Linked DNA regions of Mus musculus: region 2 is linked to region 1. Evidence: chromatin contacts called from public Hi-C data. All regions are on one chromosome and are shown on one strand. The core of a region is the stretch at or near the end of the contact, and the rest is flanking DNA. Distances in the headings are between cores, read along the strand shown. Region 1 has its middle 35 kb from the start of Gm34155. Region 2 has its middle 56 kb from the start of Nox3.

Region 1 (5,524 bases), core at 1,272-3,771:
AGATTTTAATTAGATTCCATTAAAACCTATGAACTGTATATGTTTGTTACCAAAGCTATAAATGTTCTTTGTGGAAAACAGGAAGGCCAAAAGAACAAAACCAAAGTCATCCAGAAATCCATCTAGCCAGAGAAGTTAACCTTGTTCAACACATTGTTTGGGACCAAACATGGAATTCAGTTTATTATCTTATTTTAGAAGAGACAGGCAAGGAGGGGCAAAACTTTTTAAATTGCTCAACTCTCACATGAACACTAAGACATAACAAGAGACTGTTTATAATAACATTCTCGGGTTTTACATGACACTAAGCTCTTTTTAATAATGAAATATTATGCCATTACACAGAGGAAACTGTGAAATTTTCACAAGACAGCATATGTGGAGTAGGAAACTGGCAGATAAAATTCCTTATAGACAACTGTAAGAGAGTACATGTTCAAGGGAGTTGTGTATAATACCAATTATGTAGGAAGATGATAGATTTCCCAGGCTTCGGGCATATAGAGAACACACAGCATAATATCCTCACAAACCATACACTGAAGACAGCATGCTGATTCCACCAGAAGATGAAAGATGGTTCAGAAAGCAGAAGATGTACAGCTAAAATATGCTATACATGTAAGGTTCTACCTTGGCAATGCCAAGAAGCCATCAAAGTCATCAAAGTAAGGGGACGTATTTACCTACAAAACCCAGTGGTAATACAAGACATGTCCAATAAACAAAAGCCTCAGCTGAGATAGAAGTACAATAAAATATATAGGATGGTGAGATGCTCAGTAACACTTCAACTAGGGTCCAAGGTTATGAACTCCTGAAGATCAATCGTATGCATATTGCTCATATACATATGTTTGTACATCGACATATGTAAATATAGAAGTACATTATAACTATACCAAAGTGTTCTTATGTATATGTATGTGTGAGTGTGTGTATGTGTGTGTTTGTGTGCATGTGTGTGTGTGTTGGGTTAAGTTGATGTATAATTCTCACTGCACTGTTAACTAGGTCCATAACATAGGAATCTAAGGCCTAGTAGTTCAAATGGTAAGACTGTGACTTGTCCCTAACTCCTGGGGGCAGACCTTGAAGGGTGAATGAAAAGATTTTACAACAAATACACCAACAAAACAAGCGTGTCGAATGCTTTTTCCTGGAGGAACGCTACAAGACAAATAGTGTGGGATGATGACAGCAAGAGCTTGAAGTGACTCTCAGAGTTGATAGTCCTGGGTCTACATGATGGGGAAAGGAGATTTGTTTTATTCTCAACTGTAACCCTACTTCTGCATATGTATACATACATACATATATACACACACACAAATGCATATATACACATGCATACATACACATACATACATATACATACATATATACATACATACGTACGTACGTACATACATACATACGTACAAAGTAGCTTATTGAGTAGAGTAACATACTGATGAATACTCACGCCAGAGAAGCAAGGGGACACAAGAGTAGGAAGAGAACACACTAGAATGAAGGGGCAGGCATGGCTATTCTTCGGCACACTACCTAATCCAGCCAACAAGTATTGACTGACTGTCTACCACATACCAGGCTTATGCTAAGGTAGGATATTTAAACACTCAATGTTGGTGTCAAAGTCAAAGGCAGTATTTTGGCTGTGTGAACTCTAGCTGTATCCCTGGGCACACTTCACTTCTGAAATCCACACAAGCCGGGCTGCTTCTTTCCTTCCCTCCTTCCCATAGCATAATCTTATTTCCTTGTTCAGCATCTATCACTGTGAAAACTCCCAAACTGGTGGCACTACACTGTATCATCAAAGAACTGTGCTAATTTGGCCATGGGAGAAGATGAGGGGGAACCCCAGAAATTAAATATCAAAGTAATAAAAAAGGGTCTAAGAGTTTATGGAGTTAAATTGTATACAACTGTTAAATGGTACACTGTCAAGCAGATTAATTAGTTAACATTTAGAAAGAGCAATGAAGATGAAAATTGCCCAATAAGGGCTTCGTATAGTGAACCAATACCTCATTTGTTTTAAGTTCTTGACATAAGAAGTCCACTGATTGCTGATGGTGTCCAGTTGGAATGTACAGTTTGCTTTGGGAAGCTGAGCCAAGTGTAGTATTCTTCTCAAGTCTTGGAGTCAAAGCATGCTTTCCCAAATGTCTATAAACTTTTGAGTATGGACCTCTTCTATCCCAAAGCCCTCTGCTTTTGTTGGCTAATCTGCTGATCCAGGGGCCACAAAGACAAGACCCCCTGTGAAAGACCACTTAAGGCCAAGTTATGTCTTTATAAATAAATCTTGTTGGCTTCTTCCAGTCTTAAGTTAGCTGTTGTTACAATGGGGTTTGGTTAGCATTCCTTAGATAGATGGTATTTTCCTCTTGAACAATATTGCATGTTAAACCACCTGGATATTCTCAAATCACAGCATGACTGAGCCAGGGCGCAGTACAAAGCTCTCTAACACAGCAAGGCACAAATGAGCCTCTGGATGGGGGAGTCAATGGGAGAAGAATGCCAAGTCAGAGCCCTCCTTGCCCTGGCTACCCAGTGGCATGTGAAATCAACATCCTTTTGGCACAATTCATCTCTAGAAACAATGAAGCTCTGTTTATTCAATGTAGTTATGCTTGTCTAGCTATGCAGCACATTCTTATTAACATTTGTTTCTATTTATGTAAGTTTTATAATCTCTCTTTCTTCCAAAAGAAACAGAGAGAGTTTACAGATTAAAACAGTATGGAGAGTGAAGGTATACAGGAATAAAATAGGAAAAACAATGCATCCCTGGGTGGGAATTCATCACACAAAGTATACTTCAGTCAAAAAGAAAATACTAGACTTAACATAACAAAACTCCTGGGCTCTAGCCCTAGCAAACTGTGTGGTCTTACTCAGTCTTTATTCCACTGGCATCAAAAGTTCTCTAAAACCTTTTCAATGTGATTTTTGAAGTATATGGAAAATGTTCTGGCATTTGTGTGTCAGACAATGTAGGGTGGGAAATGGAGCAGAGCCGTAGAAGAAGCTCAAATTTAACAGGGAAATGGAGATTAACCATAGACATGAAAAAAAGGGAGGGGTATAAAGAATTGCCTGGCTATGTGAGCAAGGTGTGTCATCACAGTAGAGAGAAGTTAGAACTCACTCTTAGGCTAGAGAGAGGGCTAAGCTTGCTTATGGGCAGCAAGCTCAGCCTGCCCTGTGGTGTTTATGATAGCATACTTTCTCCAAGGGAAAGTATGGTGTAGTCATGTCTGGTATGAACTGGACTTGAGACAAGAAAATAAACCAAGAGGTCATGGGTACTTCTGTAAATGAACAGCTGAAAATACACAGGAAGTATAAAGGGGAGAGAGAGAGACTGCAAGCTTCATCCTAGACTAACCAGATTCTGCCAGGAAAAACAGCCCCGAGGCTGGGTTACTCACTATAAGCATCAGTTCTTGCAATTAAATGATCTCAATGTTCACTCTTCTTCCTTGCCTCTAACCTTGTCTGTGTCTTCCCCAGAAAGCCTGCTGCTACAGAGAGCCCACACAAAGACCAGAAGCACTGTTTCTGACTTGGCACTCTTGAGCAAAAGGGGTTCCCGTGGTTTCCCAAGCTTTATTCTGCTTCTGTGAGATGGAACCGCTCAGCTGCATCTCCTCCTCTCAAAATGTGTGCCATGCACCAAGGTCAGATAGGTTGGATAAATAAACAAAACAAATTTTACTCGCATCTTCCCAAGCTTGTTTCTCTCCATCCCGAGCCCCATCCCCTCTTAGAGTCATCTTCCTGCTGAGTTCAGTGTCATCCTTATCCAGCATATTGGTCATGAGTTTATGAAGTATTTTTTCCTATAGGCCACAAATTTAATGATATGAATCTTGGTAAGCCTTCCCCTAAATTGCATTCAACTTGCTCACACTCTGAGGCATGCATATAGTTCTGGAGGTTTCCATTATACAGTGATTACTTCTTGCCACATAATAAATTGTAGACCAATGTAGCAAACCAGCTAAATACACACTAAAAAAAGAAAAGCATTTATATTTCCATTTTTCCTTCCCCTCTTATTTTTAGCAACAAACCCTAATCAGTTGGTTAAATAAAAATAAATGTGATGTAGAGAGAATAATTAGATGATATTTTTGTATAGCACATAAATAACATGATATACAGTTTTAAATATACTAGGCTATAAAATATAGAACACAAAACAGTAACTTCTAGTAAGTTCTCTATATTTCATATGTAATAACAGACACTTAATACACTGACACATACTTTGTATATAATGCATGTATTGTAGTTGAGTACTTTCCACTGGTGTATGTTAAAACATATCTCTCAACAATCACAAAACATAATGTCACTCAAAGTTGAAGCATCTTTTTAATAACAGTTACTGGTGGTATGATCAATGTGATTTATGCCAGGCCAACTTCACTGATGATACTGATAACATAAATGTGGTGATAATATGAACTAATGCAGGGGGGGGAGAGGTATAAAATATCAAATAAAGGTCAACTGAAAATACAAAATCTTCCAGGCTTTGGCTTGCAGAGACTAGATAGATCATTATACTCTGGCAACCCAGTGGTTTAAGTGAAGCTGACCCTTCTGATGTTTCCTCTCCTCCACACTGATGTTTGTAAATCTATCTCAGATTAAAATGAGATGCCCTCAGCAACAGCTAGGATACAGAAACGGCTTCTTCCACTGTTTATTCAAGAGAGCAAAACTGTGAGTATCAATCCAGGGCCAGAGGGGCCAGAGTGGAACTTGATTGGCAAGGAAAGAAGGAAGGGAGGAAGGGAGGAAGGGAGGAAGGGAGGAAGGGAGGAAGGGAGGAAGGGAGGAAGGGGCAAGGGGGGAAGGAAGGAAGGAAGGAAGGAAGGAAGGAAGGAAGGAAGGAAGGAAGGAAGGAAGGAAAAAAGGAAGGAAGGAAGGAAGGAAGGAAGGGGAAGGGGGAATGGGGGAAGGGAGGAAGGAAGGAAGGAAGGAAGGGGAAGGGGGAATGGGGGAAGGGAGGAAGGAAGGGGGAAGGGGAAGGGAGGAAGGAAGGAAGAAGGAGGAAGAGGGAGGGGAAGGAGGGAAGGAGGAAGGGAGGAAAAAAGGATGAAAAGGAAGGAAAAGATGAAAAGGAAAGGAGGAAGGAAGAGGGAGGGAGGGAAAGATGGAAAGGAAGGAAGAGAAAAAGTGAGTCAATCTATGTATTTAAAGGAAAAGAACAAATTCGAAGAGGTCTCTAACAAGGGAAATGTAGGCACGCCATCCAGCTTTTCTTCAGAAGATATACATCTCAGGCCTTTACGAAGGAAAATGCAAACATTAAGAAGGAGGACGTCAGATTCCTCCGCTGAGAGTCTTGCACATTAACCTCCACTCTAATGCCTCATCAAATACAACCATCCCTCTGTATTCGTAAGAGATTGGCGGCTAGATACCCTGCAAAGCGTGAAACACCAGACTGCATACTGCTAGTCCCCACATGGCAAGAGAGAGTTTCATACAA
Region 2 (5,524 bases), core at 833-3,332, 160 kb before region 1:
AAGTGAGATATCATAAAACAAAAATAACTAAAATATAATAAACCAAAAAAAAAACCTTTTACATGAAAATTGGAAAGGGCAAACCAACTGAAGGAAAAGAGCCCACAAGAAGGCACAAGAATCTGAGACCCACTAGTTGACACACTCAGGAATCCTATAAAAAATACTAATCTGGAAGCCATGATACATATATAGAGGAACTAATGCAGACCCATGCAGGCCCTGTGCTTACTACTTCAATCTCTGTGAGTTCAGATGAGTTTTGTTTATGTTGACTTAAAGGGTCTTCATTTCTTGGTGTCCTCTATCCCCTTTGGCTGTTACACATCCTGCTGCATATTCTATGGGGTTCCCTGAGCTTAGTGTTCTAAGGTCTGTCTGTGTCTGTGTCTGTGTCTGTGTCTGTGTCTGTGTCTGTGTCTGTGTCTGTGTCTGTGTCTGTGTCTGTGTCTGTGTCTGTGTCTGTGTCTGTGTCTGTGTCTGTGTCTGTGTCTTTGTGTCTTACTCTCCCACTCTCTGTATATGTCTGGCTGTAGGACTGCAGATCTCTGTATTTTTCCCACATACTGCAGAAGGAATCTTCTCTGATGATGAATGAACAAGGCACTGATCAATGGATGTAGCAGAATGTCAGTAGGAGTCATTGTATTACTACTTTTTCCCCCCTATTTTCAGACCAGTAATATTTGGTTTTACCATAGCTCCATAGGCTATCTAATTTCAGGGTTTTAGTTACCCAAACCATGTCACCTATGAGTTCCACTTCATGCCGTGAGCCTTAAGTTAAATGTCTTAATCAGACATTGGCTGGTCACTTCCACAAGCTTTTGTACCACCGTTACCTGAGCAGATCTTGTAGGCAGTAGGCCATTGTTAGATAAAGGGTTTGTGACTGGCTTGGCATTTACATTTCTTCTTTGAGTGTATGTAGAGTGCATTCCTGCACCAAAGATGCTGGAACACAGCAGTGAAGGCTCTATATAGGCACTGGTTCAACATCTCCACCTTCAGTATGTTATTTAGGTGTTGTCTTCAGCAATGGGGCCTTAGCTGTCAGTTTGTGGAGAATGACCTATATTCTTGGCAAAACCTGGGTTGTATGTTCTAAAAATGCCAAAAGATAGAGAAATAAGATTAATCAACAGGAATCTGGAGTGAGTTTATACCTCACATGGTAGTGTTTGGGATGGGAACTGCCATGTGGCATTGTGGATGACATCATGTGTCATATAGCCAATGCATTGTGGTACTAAAAATGTACATACTTAATAACAGACATTTAAAAATACAATGCAAAATTTGACTCAATTGAGACAATATAAAGACAAATCCAAAATTATAGTTAGATATGTAATCTTATTGCTGGGAAGATGGATCAAGGCGTCTAGGCCCTGCCATATTAGCTTATTTAGCAAGTTCCTGGCCAGTGAAAGGAGCTGTTCAGGTACAATTTCTCCTTAAATTAATCTCTGAATCAAACGCACTCAAAATAATAATCTTAACAGAGCTTGCATGTACTGGATAGTTATATGTCTACTTGACACAGCTAGAGTCATCTGGGAAGAGGGAGCCTTGGTTAAGAAAATGTCTCCATATGTCCAGCTATAGGTATGTCTATAGGTCATTTTCATAATTAATGACCAGTGGAGGTGGGTATGACTCATGTGGGTGGTACCACTCCTGGGCTGGTGGTCCTGAGTTTTATAAGGAAGCAGGCTGAGCAAGCCAGGGGAAGCAAGCCAGTAAGCAGCATCCCTCCATGACCTCTGGATCAGTTCCTGCCTGCAGGTTCCTGACCTGCTTGGTTTCCTGTCCTGACTTCCTCTGATAATGAACAATGCTGTAGAAGTATAAGCCAAATAAACAGAGAGAGAGAGAGAGGGGGAGAGAGAGAGAGAGAGAGAGAGAGAGAGAGAGAGAGAGAGAGAGGCAGGCTTTGGTCATGGTGTTTCATCCCAGCAATAGAAACCCTAACTCAGACACTCCATGGGGTTAAACTTGATCTGTTCACCCTTTTCAGCCCTGACTCAGAAAGACTTAACTATTTCTTTTGTCTTCTGTCTATTTCTTTCTCATGCTGGCTAGAACCTGGGTGTGCCTTCTCTGGTGCCTTGGGCTTCCTTATTCTTTTACAGAGCTCTTCTTCCTACCCTGTGGCTGCCTGTCTGCCATGTGGCTCACTTCATACCAGTTTTACTTAAAACTCCATAGTTCTCATTCTTTCTCCCTCCCTCCTTCCTCCCCCCTCTCTTTCACTTTCTCTCTCCCTCCCTCTCTTCCTTCCTTTCTCTCCCTTCTTCCCTCCCTCCTTCCTTCCCTTCTTCCTCTTCTTCCTCCCCCTTCCCCTTCCACCCTCCTCCTCCTCTATCTCTTTCTCCTGCTCCTATTCCTCCACAGGACAGCTGATGAGATTTACAGCTTGCCTGGCCTGGAACTTTTCTTTTATACTCTAATAATATTGTCTTCTTTGACTGAAAACATCAAACAAAACTTTAAAATCTCATTAGGCTTTTCGGTGAGAATGACAAGTTGACTTTATAAGACTGAAAAAGTCAGACCATTCAAATGTCTTTTTTTAGAAAGAGCTAGAAACTAATAAAGAACTTATTAATTAATTTCAGGGCAGAGATGTCACTCTGTGGTAGACTACCTACCTGCCTGGCTGACGTTAGGCCCCCAGTTCAATCTCTAGCTTTGAAATGAACAATCTCTATTTTAAAAACGTTTTTGAAAACTATAATAATCATTAAATGAGTTATGTTTGTAGACATACAGAGTCAGAGAATAAATTGAATATAAAGGTACAGCCCATGTATAATCGACTGACTTGCCACACAAACATCAATAAATGGTGTTAGAATAGCTAGAGATCCATATGCAAAAGTGAAAAGCTTTTAATAAAACCTATAAATTTGCACAAAAATTAACTCAAAAAAAGCATACACCTACATGTACTTTTTAATTTTTTGGAAGAAGTCACAAGAGAAAACTTTTGACAGAGATTTTTCTAGAAAACAAAAATGGCAATTATAAAGAAAACAGGCTAGCATAGTTTGGACCAAGCCCATTTACTTTCTGGCTGCTAATGTAAAGTCACTCACTCCCCAATGCTCATGTGGCCCCACCCACAGCAAGCTCCCTTCCTCCTTACCCTCCTCAGCATGATGGGCTGCCCCACTCAAACCATGAGCCAAAACAATTGTTCCTCCTTGTTTCTCCTGGAGTTTTATCATAACAATGAGAATGCCAAGTCCTGAATCTTGACATCATCAACATTGGAAGAGATGTGACTCAGACAAAAAATGACTCAAGAGTGTAAGGGGATTTTGGTGACTATCACATATGAAAGGAAGCAGCACTACACCCACAAAGGTAACAAAGACAATATACAACAAATATATTAATAGTTACAAGAGTCCAAGGCAAAGGGACATCCTTTCACACCCAAAGAACTATGGGAATGCCTTTGGGATTAATAAGCATTTTGTGTTTAGTTTGTGATGGTGCTTGCATAACATTCAAAAGTTTGTCAAACACCAGCCAAATTGAAGAGTCAAATGGCCTCATTTTGCTGTATCTAGAAAAGCCGTTATCCACACATTATATGGATATGAGGCCCCCTTCCTGAAATATCTATTCCCAGTGATCTTATTTGTCTCCCGTATGTTTAATAAGCCTTGATGACCTCTGTTATTTATTTAGATATTTAAAAATTAAATTTAAAAATTTTTTTCCACTACAGATTTTATTCCCTTTCCGGTCCACCCTCTGTCTGTTCAACATCCCATACCTCTTCCCATCAACCCCCCATCTCCATGAGGATGTCCCCACCCCCTGCCCCACCAGACCTCTAAACTCTCTAGGGCCCCCAGTCTCTTGAGGGTTAGGTACATTTTCTCTGACTGAACCCAGACCCGGCAGTCCTCTGCTGTATATGTGTCAGGGGCCTCATATCAGCTGGTGTATGCTACCTGGTTGGTAATCCAGCATCTGAGAGATCTCAGGAGTCCAGGTTAATTGAGACTGCTGGTCCTCCTACAGGGTTGCCCTCCTCCACAGCTTCTTCCAGCTTTTCCATAATTCAACCACAGGGGTCAGCAGCTTCTATCCATTGGTTGGGTGCAAATATCTATATCTGACTCTTTCAGCTGCTTGTTGAGTCTTTCGGAGTGCAGTAATGATAGGTCCCTTTTGTGAGCGCTCCATAGCCTCAGTAATAGTGCCAGGCCTTGGGACCTCCCCTTGAACTGGATCCTACTTTGGGCCTGTTGCTGGACTTTCTTTTCCTCAGTCCCTTCACCATTTCTATCCCTGCAGTTCTTTCAGACAGGAATAATTATGGGTCTGTCTTGACTGTGGGATAACAACCCCATCCCTCAACTGATGCCGTCTTTCTGCTGGAGGTGAGCTTTATAAGTTCACTCTCCTCACTGTAGGGTATTTTATCTAGAGTCTCTCCTATTTATTTAAAGATTACGTTTTTTAAAACTATGTTCATATGGTATACATCTGTGGAGGATGTGGATGTGTGAGTATAGGTACCCACAGAGGCCAGAAGAGGGCATCATTGTCCCCCCATAGCTAGAGTTATGAGCTGCTGTGAGTCACACAATGTGTACGCTGGAAACCAAACTTGGTTCTTCTACCAGGACAATAAGTGCTCTTGATTGTTAATCCATCTCTCAATTCCCTGAAATTTACTTTTTAAAGCAAAAGTCAAATAATTATAATTTAATGAAACCACCATTATTTATTAAAACATGAACGTTAAAAAGAAATGTTTCATTTCCTAACATCATGCATCGTATCATAAGTTTTACCACTTAACAAGCTCTCTCTGGAGCTGAGGATAACCTAGAACTCCCGATCTTCCAGGATCAGATTCCCTGGTGTTGAGATTACAACATGCATGCACCTCTGTGCATAGCTATCCAATAACTGATAAGTTTCTAACCAATTGTTATATTTTAGAATGCAAGGAGTACCCACAACTGCAACCCCATTGTGAGCTAGCAGTTTGGTATGCACATGGAAATAACAAGGTTTATTGCTTTATCTGAATTATAATTTCATTATAGCATTCTAATTTTATTAATCAATGTCAGTCATTGTCAATAAATTACAATGGAAAAAAACCAACAGGATAATAGGATATTCACCCTTTTGATATTAACCCTTCTAAACTGTTTTGTTGAAACTTGAAAAACAAATTCATTAATTGGAATAGACTTTTCTCAGTCTTGTTTTCAAATGCATTGTAATCTATCTGAGCATATTTCTTCATCAATATAAAAATTAAACTTCAGGGAATGACCTATAAATAAAACAGACCAGAAGAGCAAAAGGATGCTGGGAACAAGATAAGGACATTTTCAGGTAATCAAGCCTAGTAAAAAGGTAGTATTTAAATGTGTGACGTTCAGAATGAATCAGTGTGAAAGGTCCATTGCAAGGCTGCAAAGACCTGTGCTGGAGAAGTAAAGGACCCATAAGTCCAGACATCAATCACCTTAAAGTAGCCTCT

Evidence for each region. Hi-C and Micro-C count contacts between places; a contact is called where the count stands out from the background.
Region 2: a Hi-C map of reprogramming fibroblasts shows a contact between it and region 1, with 2.2 times the contacts expected there. The contact joins two enhancer-like sites. A contact is called at or near these places in 1 of 15 datasets of contacts at CTCF or cohesin (embryonic stem cells), 7 of 484 Hi-C or Micro-C datasets (3T3-L1-derived adipocytes, cortical neurons, embryonic stem cells and 3 more) and 1 of 115 datasets of contacts at active chromatin or transcription factors (embryonic fibroblasts).

Annotation. Positions count from the first base shown.
Region 1 is chr17:3,595,133-3,600,656 of GRCm38.p6, reverse strand. No RefSeq gene overlaps it. Among named protein-coding and RNA genes, the nearest start is that of Gm34155, 35 kb to the right of the region's middle. Within about 2 kb of position 2,521, at least 39 of the 459 cell types and tissues checked have an H3K27ac peak or open chromatin away from gene starts, as enhancers often do. A contact at or near this core is called in reprogramming fibroblasts, where this site is marked.
Region 2 is chr17:3,749,834-3,755,357 of GRCm38.p6, reverse strand. No RefSeq gene overlaps it. Among named protein-coding and RNA genes, the nearest start is that of Nox3, 56 kb to the right of the region's middle. Within about 2 kb of position 2,082, at least 1 of the 459 cell types and tissues checked has an H3K27ac peak or open chromatin away from gene starts, as enhancers often do. A contact at or near this core is called in reprogramming fibroblasts, where this site is marked.